Linked DNA regions of Mus musculus: all the other regions are linked to region 2. The links are chromatin contacts, called in public HiChIP or PLAC-seq maps. All regions are on one chromosome and are shown on one strand. Each heading gives the region's core, a stretch centred on a gene start, on an enhancer-like site or on the middle of the called end of the contact. The rest is flanking DNA. Distances are from core to core; before and after follow the strand shown.

Region 1 (3,068 bases), core at 144-2,643, 250 kb after region 2:
GTCTCGAATCTGCTGCCCAATATCAGCTCCACCATAAACCACACAAGGACGAACTCGAGAGCGGTATGAGAATTTCCTGGCCTCCTCATAGATCTGCACGGCCAATTCTCTGGTCGGAGCCAAGACCAAGGAGATTGGATACTGTTTGCGACGCCCATACTTTCCATTCTCCTTCATGGCCCTCAAAGCCTCACCTGGACCATCCGTATAGATCTGACTCAAGATAGGTAGAAGAAAAGCTGCTGTTTTTCCAGACCCCGTTTGGGCACAAGCCATCAAGTCTCTTTTCTCCTTGATAATAGGAATAGCATGCTTTTGCACAGGAGTTGGGCGTGTGTAACGAGTGAGCTCGATGTTTCCCATAATAATCTCTCCCATCTCGACATCGCTGAAACTTTCAATATGTGGAGGGCAGTTATTCCCTGTCGCCTCAACCGGGATGTCATCATATTTCTCAAAGTTAATCCCAGTGTTGCCTCCGGAAAAGAGTTCCTGTTCCAAGCGTTCGCTTGGTGGGAGCGGTTTCGACCAGTCATCCTCGTCTGCTTTGTCACACCAGCGACTGTTCCCGCCCCGCTCAAATTTGCCAAAGCCACTTCTACCTCCCCGGCTGCCAACACTCTCGTAGTCACTCCGCCCGCGCTCGTCAAACCTTCCCCTGGAGCCGCTTCCGCCGCGGTCACTGAAGAAACTGGACTTGGCTCTCGTGTCGCTGCGGGACCCGAAGCTGCTGTAGGCATCCTTGTCTTTACTCCACCGTGAGCCGTCTTTGTCGTAGAACGCCTTCGCGGCCTCCCGGTTCCGCAGGTGAGGGGGGATGTAGCGCCCTTTGCTGGCTGTGCTGCCCCCGCTCTGGCTGTCCCGAGACGTCAGGTCTAGGCCAGCCAACTGCTGGTCCAGCCCGAGCTCATCTTCCTCTGCCACATGACTCATCCCTGAAGAGTACGGAGAACTCTGGGGCTTGCCTCTGCTGAGCTATGGTTTCACCTCAGAGGTCCTCTGTGGGGTGAACGGCGCGTCCGTCCGTCCGTCTGTCCGTCCAGTGGCCGACCTGATTCCCCCAAAGCCCGCTCTGCCAGCGCCGCGGGCCTCCCGTCCCTCTCACGGCCTCTCTCCAAGCTAACGCTATGGCTTCTGCCCGCCGCAGCTCCTGCGCGCCGATTTCTAATCTCGCGAGACTTCCTGGTCAGGCCTAGCGCGCCATCGCCCGCGATGCGGTCACAGGGCCCGCCGCCCTGTCAGACTTACAGCGGCGGAACAGCACTCGGTTGAGTTCATAATGGAGTTAGATGTACACGGCAGCCCGGAGCCCCCGGAACGTCGATCAACCCGACCGCTGTCCTGTTTGGCTTGAACTTCACCTTCCCTCTAATCCGCGATTTCCTCCGTGCGTGCCTTGGAAGTCCTCAAGATCTCGCGAGAACTCTGCCCTCTAGCAGTGAGGCCTTGAAAGTTCCTGCAGGCCTCTTGGCTCTCCGCTGCTCACTATGGCGTTTGTTTTTTGTTGTGTTTTGGGGTTTGTCCTTCTGTCCTCTCCCGCGCTCCACCTTTTCCTGTCGTTTCCAAGCTGTGGGGGTTCTCCGGTTTAATTAGCTCTTGCTTTCTCCGAGGGCAGCCTTTCTGGAACCGGAGTTAGGCGGAAAGAGGCCCAAAACCAAGAGGGCAGCGGGTCACGTGGCCACAGGTGTCCCGTGGAGTGGCCATTTTGTGCAGTAGGAAACGGTTGCTTGAATACAGTGTTCGGAATGGGGGGCGGGGTAGGGGGAAGGGGCGGTTGGTGGCCAGGGTGGGGTCGGGGAGGTAAAGGGGAGTGGAGAATGTGTTTCCCTTAAGACCAAGTAAGGACAGAAAGCTCGAACCTGTTGACCAGGTGGAGGGGGCCACCCCACAATTGCCCAGACCCCGCTTGGAGGCCATGGAAAGGGCACTGATGACTGGTGGTAGCACTGGTTTCACAGAGTAAACGACACACGGAAACCAGCTGCCTTGCATCTCCTAGTGCCGGGTATTCAGAGCCCTTAACTCCACAGATCAAACCTGAGTGGAATTCACCCCAGATCCGCGACTTGACATGGACCCTGCTCCTGTAGCCAGCTCTTCTTCTCCCTGGTGTGCAGGTTGAGGGCTGCTGGAGGGGCTCCTGCTCTGCATAAACACCTTGGCCATCTTGCTTAGTATGGGCAAGGAGAGAGGGCTTGGGTGATTTGGGCCAAATAGTGTTTAAAGATGTGGCTTTGACCGTGGGTTCCCTTGGAAGTCTAAGGGATGGTGCGAAATGTGTGCTACTCGTTTTTGTGCAAGATATTTGTAATCTGGAAAGATGACTCGGCACTTAAGAGCACTGGCTGCTCTTGCAGAGGAGGGGACTTGGTTTCCCAGCACCCATATCTGGTGGCTCACAACTGCTGTTAACGTTAGTTCCAGGGGAATTTGATGCCCCCTTCTGGCACCCCAGCAGTCACATATAAAACCGCAAGCACATACATAGACACATAAAATTTTAAAGGGGTTTAATAACTGCAACAGAAAAGATCTTTACTGGTTTATTTCATAATAGATGTTGTACATCCTGCTTCTGCCATATATAAATGTTAATTGAAAATAGGGCTTGTCTCTCTCTCTCTCTCAGAAGCTTTAGAATCTAGGCAAAAATGACTGACCAATATGACACTATATATTGAATATGATGTATGGAGTACAGAAGAGAGTGGATGAAGGATGTTTGTTTTCATGGGTTCTTTTAGGATCTTTAACCCCACAATGGACAGCTGAAAAACGAAGTCAGTATACCCAGGAGAGCAGAGATCAGAAACTTAGACAAAAAGGTGATTCCTTGATCCCATTAAGTCTGAGGTCTGTCTAACCTTTGAAACTCTGAATTATATGAACTGTTAGGTCCTTTGTATCTTTATGCCATTTTAAAATGGATTTTTTTTTTTTCAAGACAGGGTTTCTCTGTGTCCTAGAACTCATTTTGTAGACCAGGCTGGCCTCTAACTCAGAAATCCAACTGCCTCTGCCTCCCGAGTGCTGGGATTAAAGGCGTGCACCACCACGCCCGGCTTTAA
Region 2 (2,939 bases), core at 74-2,573:
CATGTACAACTGCCAAAGCTAAGAAAAACTAGTGCATTGTGACCTGCGTCTCTTGTTCCAAGCTGAGTGCAACAATTACAATTGCTCATTTAAAAAGCTTCTCCTGGGCTGGTGAGATGGCTCAGTGGGTTAGAGCACCCGACTGCTCTTCCGAAGGTCCAGAGTTCAAATCCCAGCAACCACATGGTGGCTCACAACCATCCGTAACAAGATCTGACTCCCTCTTCTGGTATCCCTGAAGACAGCTACAATGTACTTACATATAATAAATAAATAAATCTTTAAAAAAATAAAAATAAAAATAAAAAAAAAAAATAAAAAGCTTCTCCTAGTATTCTAACTGAAAATCGTGAGAACTTAAAAGCTACAAGAAAAACAACACTGGTTAGAAATGGTCTCTAGAGAGGAACCAAATAAGCCATCTGACCTAAGATATTCTTTTAACTTTTCAGTTATCGGTGATGCTAAACAATCAGACATCACAGCCCACTGGCAGGAACTTTAAAAATCACAGTTCTTGACTTACTGGTCAGATTTTTATGTTTCAAGATGGACCGCAAGACATCTACTTTCTTGTTACACTAACGTTTCTCTGAAAAGCGTTGGAACAAACGGGGGGTGGGGGTGGGGGTGGAGGTTGGGCGACCAGGGTTTTCAACTAGAAAATCCAAAACTGAGCTATCATCTCTGGTACTCAGGGGCACAGGACAACTTTGCCTCTTAAATTTTCTGTACCTGCGAGTCTCCTACAGCAGGGATGTCATTAAAGATCAAGTGTGATTTGCGAAAGCAGTTTGGAAACTTACAGCAGTGGACCAGGGTACCCTAAAGACAAATTCCAACCTGGGGCTACTGGAAAACGCCCCTTTCCCATAAACTAGGACAGAGCCTCCAGGGCGGTGGAAAACTTCTAGGCTTTACACGAACCGAGCTGCGCAGGGAGTACAAGAGCCTGGTGTCTCTGCTACTAAGAAACTTCTGGGACTGGGAATTTCTGTGATCTTGTCAACCACGGAATCTAGTACAATGTGGCCGGTTTGGCAGGGACAACGGGAACGCGGCCTGAAGAAACTTGGTGCACGGCCGTCTCTGACCCGGAGCCCCGCGAGCTGCTCGCCGGCTCGCTCGCCCCGTTCCCAACCGCCCGCCGGGCTCACCAGCTCTTCCCGGCGGCGGTTCCGATCGCTGGGCGCCCGTCGGCCCCAAACATCAACGACACCCGGGAGCGCGGCCTCGAGGCTCAGGCCCGAGGACCGACTCCAACTCCCGCAGCCCCGGCCAATTCCACACAGGACTTCAGCATTTTGAGAGCAACTTCCGGAAGCCGGCTGGAGGCGGAAACCGGAAACCGGAAGCGACCATTCGCTCACCTTAGCCTACCCTGACCCTTCCCATCAGCAGCTCGAAATTCCAGGAGAAAGGGGCGAGTCGACTCAAGTCTGGTCTCACGTGTACAAATCCGATTTCTCTGTCCAGTTGCTTGAAACTGAAACAGAGTGAAAGGAAAGGCCGATAAGTCGGAAGTGACCTTGGTTCAGCCCAGTTGCCATGGAGACTAATAGTAACAATTTTGGTGAACTCCAGGAGTTGAAGGACATGGCTACTTTAGCCAAGCTGCTGGCGCGGGCACCCTTTCTAGAAAGTCAGTACTACTTTAGGAACCGGTGAGTAGTGAAGAGAGGGGTCTCAGAAGATGTTTACTGTTAACAAATTACTTAATTCAGGAAATAATTCTAAATTCTTCTTCTCCCCATGGGGATTCAAACATGATCAGAAGTTTATATATATATATATATATAATCAATCACAAGTGGATTATATATACATTGACAAGTCATTAATAAGTTAATATTCTCTAAGGAAGATCCCAGAATAGAGAATTATTAAGGGCCGCCCTAAATGAAGTAAACCCCGACTGGGGAAACAGGCAGGAGGATGACTGTGAGTCCAGTCCAGCCTGGGCAACACAGAAAATTCAAGGCTGCCCTGGGCAACATTTGGGAGTCTTCCTCAAAATACTGTTTTGTTTTGTGGGGCTTTTTTTTTTTCGACATTTTAAAATAATCACTGAGAAATTTGGTTTGGTGAAACCTATTTTATACAATGTAGGTCTAGTGGCCTAATTAACGTTAACCAGGCTTACCCAGGTAGTTCCATGAATTCAGAATATCAATGTCCAAATGGGAATTTGAGCTTCACTTAATCTCACAAACATCACAGAATTCAATTCATCTGTGATTCATTTGTCCAAGTGAAGTTTCTATACCATTGTGACAAGATAATTGGTACAGTAAATGGGCAAGAGCTAAGGCAGCATTCTCACCCCCCACACCTAAACTTCCTCTCCATGAAAAGGGGACATTGAAACTAGAAGCAATGGCCCAGTGGTTTTCAAAACTTAGAAGGAATCACAAAAAGTACATTACAAAAAGTGTGATAAATTATAGCAGACCAGCAGTGACCAAGTCAGTGTGAGAAAGTCCTGATAAGCTATTCTTATCCTAACATACATCTCAACTATAGTTTTGCTATTTCATCGTGAACCTCTAGCAACTACAGTGATAATTCAATCTTGTAACTTTTGTGAGAAACTATGGATTTTCTTGCTAGAAGTAGGCCAATGTTGCTTTTTTTCTTGCCTCTTAGTTTAACCATTATTTCAGCCTGTACTGTCTTGCTTCCTGAAATGGAATAGCTACAACAGTTATTTAGTGAATAATCACATTACCGAAGCTTCCAATTAATCATCTTTAAATAAGCATAGCCATTGCGCAATGGAATTCTTATACTTAACATTCAGAGATCATATAGTATTCATTTAGAGTTATGTGGCAGGCTCCTGCTTGTTCATGACCTCAGTGTGCAGTGGGGACAAGTTGACTCCTTCATGCTATTGTGGAGCAGACATTGAGAACGGAATTGTGATGCGCTCGCTCTAA
Region 3 (3,045 bases), core at 177-2,676, 130 kb before region 2:
CTCTTCGATCTTCCCTCCTACGTGAATATGGTAAGCGTTTAGAAAGACAGCTATTAAAAATGGCAGTTTACTAGTCACGAGCTTGTTCCAGCAGCAATGCTTTCCCCAACACAAGTGTTCCGTGAGGCACAAACGGGGTCCACTTGTGTCCTGGCCAGCCCACTTCTTACCACGGCCACTTCTCAGGAAAGACAGTTCCTAGAAGAAATGCAGATGTTTGCCAGACTACAGAGTCTGCATTTTTTATAGAGGACCATACGTGGAAAGGTCTGTTAACCTGCTGAAACCTTTTCTATTGCCTTAAATATTTTAATTTCTTTTTCAATTTACAAAATTGAAGTTCATACTGCTTTGTTCAAGCATACACTAGTATGGGTTCTCATAACCTTTTCTGAAGCAAAGGAGCCATTCTAAGTAATAATAATTAGGGTTTTTTAATGAACATTAGAATAAATCAGTATTTTCTGAACAAAGAACAACTTAGAATTTCTGACCTTATGGAGAGAACGACAGAATGGAATGGAAGGAACATAGTGTTTCGCTTAATTTTAAACTAAGTGTTTAGTATCAGAATGCCTGGTCCCTCTGTTCCTTCTGTACTTGGTAAGTGGGTTAGGCCAGTTAGCTCAGTTTTGGGAAAAGCTATTTATATCTTCAAACAAACTGACTCAGGAGTTTACTAATTTACTTCAGTGACTAAACCCTGAGCAGGCCACTCTTCTTCCTCTTGGAGCTGATCCTTAACCCCAGCCTTTGGGGAGAGGTAGACATATGGAGGGCAGGGTTTGCAGGTCAGTCAGGATGACTTTAAAAATACATTTTCTTTTAGCGATGACTTTACGTCCTAAATGAGGTAAGGTGTGTAAGCTCTGCACTGGAGTGATGCTGACAGTGCTCTCATGACGACGATGACGACAACGGCGTTAGCTCTTGCCAAACATCCCACTGTGAATTTATGCTACACTGCTGAAAACAGTTAACGGCATCCCAGTTACAAACCCTCATCAGAGCCAAAGCAAAGGGAAGTGAGCTCACTAAGCAAGCCTTCCCGGACATGCTTAGGACTCCCTGCATGTGGGAGAGGGAGCACGTGGGAGAGAGGAGGACCACACTACTTAGTGTCGGCATCATAAGAATGTGATCCTCAGACCCACTGGGTGTGCTCCACTGTGTCTGAGCATCACGTACACGCACGGATGGAGCAAGGCAGCAGAAAGAACTGACGTCTAGGATCACAATAAATAAGAGACCAACTATTCTTCATGTCTAGAAACTGCTGGAAACCGAGGAAACACGTGAAGGGTTGAGGTTCGTACTTGAGCACCGTGAGTTGTGATGGAATCCCATTTCTATCACTGGCGGGACGCTATGCAGCCTGGAAGCTAGCTGGAGGCAACGTCAGAGGTCGGCTTCAAACCAGTACACACTACGATCATGTTATAACAATGGGGCACAGCAACAGAAACCGCAGGTTCTCTCTCTGCTCAGGCAGGGTTTCCTGATGTGGGGGCAGGGCTGGTGGGGGAGCTTTTTGGTAGAGGAAATCCAAGTCCTAACCCTTTCGGCCTCTGAACGGCTTGAACTGGCTCCGCGATCCCTCTGCCATCTCGCCCGAGGCCTGACCCGGGTGTCCATCCCATACTCTGAAGCATGCGGTTCCCGATGTTGCTCTCTAGGATCGGCTGGGCGTTCTCACCCACAATTCCTGAAATGAGAACATGAAAACCCAGCAGTGAAGACCTACCCCGGGCTGAGCAGCCTGATCCCTGTTTCCTCACCCACCACACAGGCATCCTACAGAGTCCACTGCCTGCCGCACACAAAACCACAAGCTCGGAGAAGCTCATGTCTGCAAAGGCGGTCAGCAAACCAGGAAGCACTCTATACTTGGGTGGGTTTTCATTGATGTGTGGGCTGTGGTAAAAATACAACTTATCCTGCAATATCTCACATTTGCCCCAGACCCCGAATGTAATGAAACTGAACCAAACAAACCCAAAACATAACTGGCTGTACCCTGAATTCCTATAAATTTACAGTTATGCATGCACAACTTATCCATGTATGTGGGTGTGCGAGCCTCAGAGGTCTTCCTCTGGCATTCTCCATTTGACTTTGTGAGACAGCATCTTTGACTTAGCCTGGAGCTCAGTGGCCGTGTAGGCCCCAGGCCATGGAGACCCTGGACTCCTCTGTCTGTGCCCAGCCCAGGAATTACAATCCACTCTGTAGCACTGAGCGTTAACACGGGGGCTAGAGTTCTGAAGTCAGGCCCTCATGCTTATCTCCCCAACCCAGAATACAGTCTTGACTCTCTTCTCCTTTATATTCAGCCTGCCACTTTCTCCTTACAGGTCCGTGTTTTCATGGCTTTAGAAGCAGCTAACACAGGAACAACACAGAAGAACACTGAAGAGCTCATTACGGTCCCTCCTGAGACCTGAAGGACAAAGGTCTCTCTTTCTTCACAGACCCACACAATGCCTGTGGTGGCCCAGCTCAGTCCCTGGGTCTGGGGCGTCTCTGTTCTGGAGTGTGGACAGAGGCTAAAATGGCCACTTAACCCTCTCAATGGTCACTCATAAGATGGCACTCCTTACCTCAGCTCTGACAGCAGCCTTCCACATCCACTGAGGGTTTTCATCCCTGAACTGAGGACAGCGATAGCAACGTCCCTGGCTTGTACCCTTCTACCACCACAAGAAAGCTAGGACTCTGTGCTACTCTTCAGAGAGCCTCCTCAGAGCAACAGGAGAATCCCCAAGCATGGACAGAGACAATAACAAGTACCCAAGAGCTCCAGACATAGCACTCTCCTAGTGCTGGTGTGGGTGGGGTTGCACGGGTGCAATTTGTTACCGTTCTTTAAACTGTGCGCATCCATTTGCATGTGTCCTTCGGCATGTACTTCCTAGTGAATAAGACATATCAGCTAGAGCCAAGGGCAAACTCATCTGGCACTCAGAGGAAGTGGAAGTGGGTTTATCTCCCTGCCTTGCAGAAGTGGGCGAGGTGCTGCGAGCGCTCTACAAAGACTAACCCTCT

The links. HiChIP or PLAC-seq counts read pairs in DNA pulled down with a chosen protein or histone mark.
Region 1: an H3K27ac HiChIP or PLAC-seq map of embryonic stem cells shows a contact between it and region 2, with 9 read pairs. The contact joins the promoter of D1Pas1 here to the promoter of Gpatch2 in region 2. A contact is called at or near these places in 1 of 484 Hi-C or Micro-C datasets (embryonic stem cells) and 1 of 115 datasets of contacts at active chromatin or transcription factors (embryonic stem cells).
Region 3: an H3K4me3 HiChIP or PLAC-seq map of bone marrow-derived macrophages shows a contact between it and region 2, with 2.8 times the contacts expected there. The contact joins the enhancer-like site here to the promoter of Gpatch2 in region 2. A contact is called at or near these places in 1 of 39 promoter capture datasets (the C10 cell line), 4 of 484 Hi-C or Micro-C datasets (CD4 T cells, CD8 T cells, myeloid progenitors and 1 more), 4 of 115 datasets of contacts at active chromatin or transcription factors (CD8 T cells, bone marrow-derived macrophages, memory CD8 T cells and 1 more) and 2 of 9 other capture datasets (adipose tissue and liver).

Annotation. Positions count from the first base shown.
Region 1 is chr1:186,965,741-186,968,808 of GRCm38.p6, reverse strand. D1Pas1 (DNA segment, Chr 1, Pasteur Institute 1) reads right to left here and starts at 1,393. Exons shown (of 1, transcript NM_033077.3): 1 at 1-1,393. The coding sequence starts at 933.
Region 2 is chr1:187,213,895-187,216,833 of GRCm38.p6, reverse strand. It overlaps Gpatch2 (G patch domain containing 2), which reads right to left and starts at 1,323. Exons shown (of 10, transcript NM_026367.4): 1 at 1,158-1,323. The coding sequence starts at 1,210. It overlaps Spata17 (spermatogenesis associated 17), which reads left to right and starts at 1,388. Exons shown (of 10, transcript NM_028848.3): 1 at 1,388-1,664. The coding sequence starts at 1,549.
Region 3 is chr1:187,347,017-187,350,061 of GRCm38.p6, reverse strand. Gpatch2 (G patch domain containing 2) reads right to left here. Exons shown (of 10, transcript NM_026367.4): 10 at 1-1,705. The coding sequence ends at 1,485. Among named protein-coding and RNA genes, the nearest start is that of Gm51737, 75 kb to the right of the region's middle. Within about 2 kb of position 1,426, at least 56 of the 459 cell types and tissues checked have an H3K27ac peak or open chromatin away from gene starts, as enhancers often do. A contact at or near this core is called in CD8 T cells, bone marrow-derived macrophages, memory CD8 T cells and 1 more, where this site is marked.